Linked DNA regions of Zea mays: region 1 is linked to region 2. The links are chromatin contacts, called in public Hi-C maps. All regions are on one chromosome and are shown on one strand. The core of a region is the stretch at or near the end of the contact, and the rest is flanking DNA. Distances in the headings are between cores, read along the strand shown.

The links. A called contact is a pair of places that touch in the nucleus more often than the background predicts.
Region 1: a Hi-C map of leaf shows a contact between it and region 2, with 6 times the contacts expected there. The contact joins the promoter of LOC100304293 here to the promoter of LOC100274191 in region 2. A contact is called at or near these places in 4 of 25 Hi-C or Micro-C datasets (bundle sheath, leaf and tassel).

What each region holds. Positions count from the first base shown.
Region 1 is chr7:139,467,628-139,472,468 of Zm-B73-REFERENCE-NAM-5.0, forward strand. LOC100304293 reads left to right here and starts at 3,118. Exons shown (of 12, transcript NM_001165735.1): 1 at 3,118-3,915; 2 at 4,105-4,234; 3 at 4,685-4,745. The coding sequence starts at 4,125.
Region 2 is chr7:139,323,930-139,329,227 of Zm-B73-REFERENCE-NAM-5.0, forward strand. LOC100274191 reads left to right here and starts at 1,423. Exons shown (of 4, transcript NM_001148564.1): 1 at 1,423-1,538; 2 at 1,788-1,969; 3 at 2,833-3,179; 4 at 3,805-4,631. The coding sequence starts at 1,429. The coding sequence ends at 4,074.

The DNA.
Region 1 (4,841 bases), core at 1,868-4,367, 150 kb after region 2:
AGCAGCGAGAGAAAGCAGCCAGTTTCAAATTACAAATTATTTTGACTCTCTTACAGACTAAGAACATCTAAAAAAAATAATCAAAATTACTGTAGACAAAATAACCAAAAAAAAAAATATAACACCACATAAGCACGCTATGAAAAATCTTACGATTACTAATTAGAGGCTCGAATGGAAATACCACGTTAATTTTTTTTAAATCACTAAATCAGACGTGTTAAAAAAATTCCTAGGAAGTTTCATAATAATCAGAAACATTTGGCCTTTTGATTTGGTAGCCTCTAATCGTCGTTACTGGATCTGTTGTATAAATTTGATTACTATCTGTGATGCTTTGACTCTCAGAAAGCTAGATGACGATTCATAATTTACAACGGACTAGCAGGATGCACGCCCACCGGACCGGAGGACGTACGTAGCGAAAGGCCGGCCGGCCGCCTTGGCGTGTTGCAAATAAAAGCTGGGGCAGGCTCATTTGGCGCAGCACACGCTCACTGTCCTACGAGTACGTACGTACGTACTACTGTGATAGTATCAGTTGTACCGATTGCAACAGATCGATAAACGTCGCGCTCGCTGAACGGGCGACCAAACAGAGCGCGACCGATCTACTCACAATTATCTTTGATTTGGTCCACGACGGACAACTCCTCTATTTTCCTTCCTAACCAGAGAGAGAAAAATACAGTGCCCGCTGGTCGCTGTCGACGCCTACCTGTTAGCTGTAGCCTGTAGGAAAGGACGGATCAACGACGGCAGGAGAGAAAAATAATAATAAAAAGTACGTACTCCTATTGTAGTACTACCGTATAGGGGAGAAAAGACGCTGCTGGTCCGGTGGGCCCGCAATCCTATCGATGTCGGGACGGCTGCGGGCGCCATGAAATTTCCTCGAGCTCGCAAAGGTTCCGGGGACCTGAACGATGATGATGATGCCTCGTCGACCAGCATCGCACGGACGGGACGGATAGCATAGCACCAGCAGAGCGGGCAGACGCGCTGCCTGTCTCTCCGCCCCGCCCCGCCCCGCCCCGCCCCGCTTTTGTTTGGTTCCTACCTACCATCGGAATCCGACCGTCCGCCACCTAGCGCGCCGCGCCGCGCCGCGCAATGAATGGGCGTGGGCGCATGGGTTTTTTCCCCCCCGATCCCGCCAGCAGGTGGATCGGCACCGACACACGGCCGCGGGCCGCACGCACACATGGGCAGCGAGGTGGAGTGGACCGGCTGCCGTCTCCTGGAGCCACACCAGTGCAGTGCACCACACGTGTAACGTCCCCGCAACGCTGGCGCATCGGTGTGCGCCGCGCGGCTGATCAGGCGCCTCTTAATCATCAGTACCAGGCAGGCAGGCGGGCAGTGAGGCAACAGGCTGCGCGGGCGCGTCAGCAGCTGCCATCGCCATGCAGACGCAGCAGGGCCAGGCCATCCACCCCGCACACGCAACTCAGCAGCAGGTAAGGTAGGTGGGTGGTGGCCACCAGCGCCCCGGTCTCGTCTGGCCGTCTCGCGCGTCGGCGGATATGGAGCGCTCGCCGTCGTGGGACGAAGATGCCTGCTTCTTGGCTAGACATGTCCAAACGGGCCGCCCGGCCCGGTCCGGCCCGGGCCCGGTGAAGCCCGGCCCGTTTTGGGCCCGGCCCGCCAGGCACGATTAAAAAACCGGGCCGGGCCGGCTAAGCACGCGGGCTCAATTTCTTGTCCGAGCCCGGACCGCAACGGGCTTAAACGGGCCGGGCCGGCCCGTTTAGCACGAAAAAAGCGGGCCGAAAAGCGGGCTATACGGGCCGAAAAGTACGTTTTAGTGTAAAAAAAGCGGGCTTAACGGGCTTAGAGCTAAACGGGCCGTGCCGGGCTAGCCCACCGTGCCTAATTTCCTGTCCGAGCCCGGCCCGCTTATTCGTGCCGGGCCGGCCCGGGCCCGTATATAACCGGGCCGTGCCAGGCTCGGACCGGGCCCAAAAAGCGGGCTTCGTGCTGGGCTCGCGGGCCTCGTGCTTATTGGACATCTATATTCTTGGCCGTGTTTGTTTACTCGCGGGGTCGGGCTGGCATATAAAAAATTACGAGCGCGGATTCGTCGCCATCGGAGCTTGGCTACTTGGACGGACCCCCATCTCGGATCTCGCCCCCCCCCCCCCCCAATCCCCCTGTCACTCCGATCTTCATCTTCGGCCGCGAACCCATCCTTTCATCATTATTAAATCAACGGCGAATGATGGCCATGGCCTGCCGTAGCAGCAGCACTAGTAGTAAAATCTGATGCGCTGCGAGTTGCTGCGACGCGTGCGATACAGTGTGGTGGGACTCACAGACGTACGTCTGTTCGTGTGGCAGGCACAGCGCGGAATCGCATGCCGCTGTTTGTCCGCTTGCCTGCCTCGCGACTCGCGAGTGCGTGCGTGCGTGCACGGAACGCACGCCGAATCTCCCCGGCCGGGCTTGTTGGCTCCTTGGCACGCACGTCGCGGTAGACGACAGTGACCCGGTGCTCGCCTCGCCTCGGCGGTGGGTGATGAGGTCCTCCTTTACAACTGTGCTCGTTTTTTTTTTCTCACCCTGCATTATTGCGGAGATCAGATCACAGGCCTGCAGGACAAGGGAGGGGAGGAGGAGGAGGAGACGATGAGATGTTGCATCAGAGCGGAGGAGTTCAGAGGCCGATCTCTTCTGTCTTCTCTCTCTTTCTCTTTTGGACAGGGGGGGAGAGGGTCACGGGAAGGAGCAAGGCGCCACCAGCCGACCAGCGTTGGACTGCTCTTGGTGCAAGGCACCGTCGGTTCGGTTTGACCACCCGCCGCCAGGGCTGGCTGGCTCACTCAACCCGAGCCGCGTTGCGTCTGCTCCACAGAAAGGTGCAACTGTTTGCCCCTCTTTGCAGTGTCAAAGAATCGGACATGTTCACCCAGATCTTTAAGCAACCAAAAACCCTTTTTGTGTGTTTTGGCCTGGTTCCAGTTCCACGAACAAGAGAACCAACGTACACAGAGCGTACTGGTAAATGGCAGAGCCTAATGCTGTGTAGGTGAATCGGTGATTGACCAAGAATGGTGATCTTCTTGGTCATGAACCCTGGCAACGCTACTTCCCCCAAAGCAGCAACATGAGAAGCCAGTAACCAAATCCCACCTGCCCTCCCTGCTCCCCCACCTAACAATACTCCATGATCCATCCATCCATCCTCACATATCCTTTGCCACAAATACAAAACAAGATTTGGTGCCTGCCTGCCTGCCTGCTTGTGACGCTGCTACTGATCCGGCCAGATTATCTGCTGCTACTGATACATACAGCCAGACTATCCGCTGTTATCATTACCACTACCAGTGGTGATTAGATTGCAGTGGTTGATTTGGGGGGAGATGGAGTAGGCCGCTAGCCTTTCCCTGTTCCTCCGGTTAAAGAATTAACAGCGGTGGGACAACGAGGATTGATGCCCACTGTCCGATTAATTGATTCCTCTTTCTTCCTCCTCCCTCCCTTTTAATACCCGCCCTTGCTTTCCCTGCCCGTCTTTTCCATTCCCATTTGTTTTGGCGGCGGCGGCGGCTGCCGCGCCACCAGCTTTCCTGTGCCTCTTTCGCCTCGCGGGCTATTTCTCCTCCTCCTACCTCTCGGCCTCGTCCTTATACGAGCGCCATTGTGAATTTTCGAGCAGCAGCTAGCTAGCCTGTCGTCTCCTCCCTCTTGTTCTTGGCTACTGATCCTGTTCTGTCGGCGATATCCAAGAAAACAAAGACTTGGTCTTTTTCCTCTGCGTGAGCGAGCTGAGTGAGGGAGCTCACTTCTTCGAACAGCCGGAGCCTGGAGCAGCAGTTGAGCTCCCCCGGAGAAAGCTGAGCCACGGCGCCTTTGTTGCTCTCCGCCGCACATGGACAGACAGCTCGCTCTTCCCGGCAGTAACAGCTCAAGGTATGGGCATGGCGACCCTGCTCCTGCCGCCAGATACTCTACCGCCGCTACAGTAATGCTTGCTAACCCAACCGACAAGGTCGCTGGGAGATTGATCCGGTGCATCGCTAGCTGTGTGGGGATCGCTTCCGTTGCACATGCTACTCTTCTTGGCCATGGACTGAAAAAGGCTGTGGCGCCTGGACGCAGGTTCTAGGTCTCGGTCGGCGATGGAGAGGGAGTCGAGGTCAAGGGTGCTCTCGGAGACGGCGTCCTGCGCCGGCACGCCGAGGTCGGTTCAGTCGACTTGCAGTCTCCAGCGCCGGTACTCTTCACGGAGGTTAGTTCGCGCGCTGTACTTTCTCTCGCACGCGCCCTCTCAGCTCTCAAACGCTGTGAAACCTGAATGGAGATTTATTTTTTTCCTCTCCCGTCCTCTACACGCAGCGATTTTTTGCATTGTTTCAGTTCGGCAGCCTATTAACTTCCTGCTGTACAATTCAACCGTCCTCTTCACGCCGCATCGAATTCCTTTGGGCCACAAGTACAGTACCCGCTAGCTGTAGTGTAGTCCACTGCCCGGAGACCATCCTCATGAACACCGGTTGACAATGGTGCCAGGCTGCCAGCATGCATGGATCGAACTCACACTGGCTGTAAAAATAGTTTTCGTGCAGAGTTTTTTTTTTGTTCTAATGTCAGCAAGGCCTAGGGCGACTTTCAGCTGATTTGCGCCAGCATATCAAGATGGAAAAAAACTGTTCTAATCATTTACTGCTTGTCATCTTAGCATTCTGAAGCCACATGATGGCGCACTGGACATGTCGCCACGGTTCTCCTACTGCAAGCCTGTGAGTAAATTAATCGGACCTATCTTGCTGTATGTATATATATATATATCCTGCATAGGCATTTCTCCAGTTTACTTACTGTAATGACTTTTTTTT
Region 2 (5,298 bases), core at 173-2,672:
TTTTACAATTATATAAAAAAACAGGAGTCGTATTTGTTTAGCAAAACAACCAAGACACGTAGTGGCGGCACTAACGCGTTGGTACTTGCCTCGGTAGGGCGTGTCGCGAGGGCATTGGCCCTTCAAGTCACGTAACGTGCATACGTGACACTGGAACTAGGCAACTAGCAACAGAAGTGTTCTCCTACTCTCTATACTAGCAACAGAAACGTAGGGCTGGAAAGTGGACAGCATCTAGGCGTACACCTGTCCTGTCCAGACAGACAACCCAAACGGGAAACCATACCAAACGTCCAAACCCTCCAACTGTAGGGGCAGCGGCCCGGGCCGTGGCGAGACCGCGAGAGCAGGGCTGCAACTGCAACATGAAGCCAGCCGAGGGCGAGGCCAGCACGGTTGGGGCCCAACGAACCATGGTGGGCCCAGCCTGTCAACGAGTCCGCTGAGGTCACGGTAACCGGCGGCGAAGCTATATGAGGTCGCCCGGGTCGAGATCGATCTCTCCTCCCAAATCAAATCCCCAAACCCCGGGCCACTGCTCCGCTCCTCCTCCTTGCCGCCGTGCGGTTGAGCGCCGACGAGCAAGCCCGACGCCACCCTATGGCTATGGAGGTCCGCCGCAGGGTTCCGCCGCCGCACGGGAGCGCCCCACGGCGCCAGCAGGCGACCGGCGGCGAGGGGCAGCGGGTGCGTGTGCAGGCGGGGGACGCGCTGCCGCTGCCGATCCGGCACACGAACCTCATCTTCTCGGCGCTGTTCGCCGCGTCGCTGGTGTACCTGATGCGGCGGTGGCGGGAGAAGATCCGCTCCTCCACGCCGCTCCACGTGGTCTCCCTCGCCGAGATCTTCGCCATCTGCGGCCTCGTGGCGTCGCTCATCTACCTCCTCAGCTTCTTCGGGATCGCCTTCGTGCAGTCCGTCGTCTCCAACAGCGACGACGAGGAGGACTTCATCATCGACTCCCGCCACGGACAGGCGCGGGCGCCGCCGCCGCCCGCGCCGGCGGCCCCGTGTGCGCTGCTGGGGAGCCCCGCCGCCGCGCCGGAGAAAATGCCGGAGGAGGACGAGGAGATCGTGGCCGCGGTCGTGGCAGGGAAGATCCCGTCCTACGTGCTGGAGACTAGGCTGGGAGATTGCCGCCGGGCCGCCGGGATCAGGCGGGAGGCGCTGCGCAGGATCACCGGGAGGGAGATGGACGGGCTCCCGCTCGATGGGTTCGACTACGCGTCCATCCTCGGCCAGTGCTGCGAGCTGCCGGTGGGGTTCGTGCAGCTTCCCGTGGGCGTCGCCGGCCCGCTCCTTCTCGACGGCCGCCGGCTCTACGTACCAATGGCCACCACCGAGGGCTGCCTCGTCGCCAGCACCAACCGCGGATGCAAGGCAATTGCCGAGTCCGGTGGGGCCTCCAGCGTCGTGCTCAAGGACGGGATGACGCGAGCCCCGGCCGTCCGGTTCCCATCTGCACGCCGCGCCGCCGAGCTCAAGGCCTTTTTGGAGGACCCAGCGAACTTTGACACCCTGGCTATGGTGTTTAACAGGTAAGAACGCTAGATTCTAAATCAACGGCACATTGTCCCTTTCGCTTTCGACCCATGCTCCACGCGCGCTCTTGTGCTTGACAACACATCTCTGTGCAGTGCATCCATCCCGATCAAAGCAACAGTTGGCATCTGTCAATTTTTAAACCCATAAATTGCCTGTACTGTTGCCCACTTTTTTATAACTTGAGGATTTAGACTGGGATTATGTGAGATGTGACCGACCTGTTTTGGGAAATATTTGTGCAGGTCGAGCAGATTTGGAAGGCTGCAGGGAGTGAAGTGTGCGATTGCAGGGAGGAACCTTTACATGAGGTTCAGCTGCAGCACAGGGGATGCCATGGGGATGAACATGGTCTCCAAAGGTGTACAGAACGTGCTGGACTACCTCCAGGCTGACTTCCCTGATATGGATGTCATCAGCATATCAGGTTTCCCCATGTTATAAATTCTTAAACTCCGTTTGTGAATTTGACCTGCTTTGTGATATGGATGTCATCAGCATATCAGGTTTCCCCATGTTATAAATTCTTAAACTCCGTTTGTGAATTTGACCTGCTTTGCTGACTGTTTCTATTTGAGATCAGCATATTCTAATTCAAGAACCAGATAAAAAATTCTCACCGATTACACTACGACATAGCAATATATGTGAAATACAATATCTTACATGGAAAGAAATATAGTTTATGATTAAAAATATTGTTTATAATCAGTCTAGTACGCTTGCCTTATGTTGGAAAACTATAGAGAATCTTAAATATTGATAGTACGAAGGTAAGAAAAAAGTTTGACTTGGAACAAACCTAGATGGACTCAATTTTGTGAAAACCATTTTTCTAACCCTCATAGACTGGGAACAATCTAGGCATTAGGCATGACACCAGTAGCTGATGTTGACTTCACTTGCTCTCACTTATGCAGTTGTGCCTTTCTGTCCGGTTCCTCCACCTGTAGGCAATGAACATTTGAATACTGTACTTATATGGATAATTCACACAAATAAAAAATAAACCAATGACTGCGTTCTACTAGAGTACTAGTATATAGTGTTTTGAAATGATACGTCAAGTGTCAACTCATATCTTGCCCATAGCATAAGTAATAGCAGTGAGCTGATTTTCCAATATCACAGTTACGAAGTGGCGTAGCACAATTAATTAATGATATGAGAGAGATAGGAAGAATAGAAGGTGCAGTTTTTTGGGTGAGATTTTATTAGAATCCACAAAATTGTTTCTTGCCATTTTGATGCCTTGTATTTTCTTAACTAATATATTCTGTAACAAAATAGGTAACTTCTGTTCTGACAAGAAGTCAGCTGCTGTGAACTGGATCGATGGCCGTGGGAAGTCGGTGGTTTGCGAGGCGGTAATCAAGGAAGAAGTTGTGAAAAAGGTTCTCAAGACAAACGTACAGGCTCTCGTAGAATTGAACGTGATCAAGAACCTTGCCGGTTCAGCTGTTGCTGGAGCTCTTGGGGGTTTCAATGCCCATGCAAGTAACATTGTGGCAGCCATCTTCATTGCTACTGGTCAGGACCCTGCACAGAACGTGGAGAGTTCCCAGTGCATCACCATGTTGGAAGCTATAAATGATGGCAAAGATCTCCACATCTCTGTTACTATGCCATCTATTGAGGTTTGAAACATCCTATGCTAATGATGTTTGCTCTTCCACGGAATTTTATGGTCCTTAATAATTTGGTGTCCATAAGTTTTTTAAGACCTAGTGATTGATTGAAACAATTATATACCACACCCCCACTTGAAAGAATTGATTAATAATTGCAATAAATATATCACTTGTTTTAATATTTGTTTGGTACTCTAATGGTAACACAATTTCCTTGGAGCTAACATATCCCTTCATTGAGTATATACATGTAACCTGGGAATTTGATCATGAAGTCATTGTACAGTTTAGATGTCCAGCTATGCTTTTATGATGTTTAGAATAATGTATGGGGTCTATGCCATCGTGGCCTTACCTATATTAGTTATTATTCCCACTTGATCTGATTTGTATACGAAAAAAATATCTAGCAAATGTTGTTTTCATAATCAGCAGTCGCTGGCAATAGTAGTCCATACCTGTTTAATTAGTGTTTAATCTTGTAATTTTCTGTCTGCTATTGTTGAGATGGCATCTGGAATGGCATCGGTCTATGCTGGGCACTTGCAGAAAATTGTTTGTTAGTGTCATCATCTTGTGGCCAGGCATTATGCTATATAACTGATGAGGTGTTGTCCTGACCCAAACACAGGTTGGCACAGTTGGTGGAGGCACGCAGCTGGCCTCACAATCTGCCTGCTTGGACCTGCTTGGCGTCAAAGGTGCCAACAGGGAATCTCCGGGGTCCAACGCGAGGCTCTTGGCCACGGTGGTTGCGGGTGCGGTCCTAGCTGGGGAGCTGTCCCTTATCTCTGCGCAGGCCGCTGGCCATCTGGTCAAGAGCCACATGAAATACAACAGATCCAGCAAGGATATGTCCAAGACCCTTGCAGAGGAAACAGACAAACCCAAGAAATGCTGAATAATATCAAGTAGTTGTTCTATAGCCCTTTGGGAGAAAAGGAGCAGAAAGGGTCGTACAGGATGACTTTCTTGCGGCATGCTCAGGTGGAAAGGGGGGAAAAAGACCTTCAGGCGAAAAGAGATAATTCAGTCGCCTTGTCATATTTACCAGGCGGTGAGACCTGTTGTGGATCCTGGAGTATGACCTATTTAATTTGTTGATGTTGTTGTTATAGTTCCTCTACCGTACTTGACCCCGTTTGCATCTTGTTTTGACCGTCCCATGGGCATTGGAGAATCTGACCATGGGTTTTGTCCCAAGCTTGCATCACACTGGGGGGACCTCTGCTTTGCGGCGGCCCCGTCTCAGAAAAAAAAATTGCGCTGGTAACTGCCGGGTACTGTGTATTTCAGCTTTGAAACTTTTATCCAATGCTTTTGAGTCGAAGAGTCAGTGGACTCGATGATGTGGTTGTAAAGAAAAAAAAATGCTTTTGTGTGGAAGAGTCAGTGGAGTCGATGACGTGGTTGTAAAGAAAAGGTGTGCTTCAGAACAAGAGTACATCACGTTGCCTCTCTGCTTTCTCTGTAGCGTGTTCGTCTCAATTGCATGTTCCGGTTGGCTGGGCTGCCCCGTCCACGGATCAGGTTTATAATATAATAATTTAATACAAAAATGATACTTTAGCAAAACCTGATGCCGTTCGCCATTTCCTATCGGTCGTCAAGACTTGCCCGACTTTGGATCCAAGGGTTCGACGTAGACATTAGGGTCTAGACATTAGGAGTAACATCAAGGACCTCCCGGTGAAAAAGTAAATCTAGTCTCATTCACTGTGAAGAATCTAATCTGTAATTCACGTAAATACAATTTGATTGGAATTACTTAGGGGGTGTTTGGTTGCTCCTGCTAAAGTTTAGTCCGGGTCACATCAAGCGTTTGACTTTTAAATAGGAGTATAAAATATAGACCCAACCAACTAGACTAGATTTGTCTCGTCTTTTAATCTTCGGCTGACAAATTAGTTTTATAATCCGACTACATTTAATATCCGGAACGGAGGTTCAAACATTCGATGGGACAGAGACTTAATTTTAGCGGGGTGTAACCAAACACCCCCTTAATTTACCTTAGGATAGGAGGCGGCACGCGGGCCGCGCGCCGACGTGGGCGCACTGCTAGGCACGAGAACGAACGAGAAAAAAAAGGAAAAATAATGGGTTGTTTTTTTAAAAAAAATAG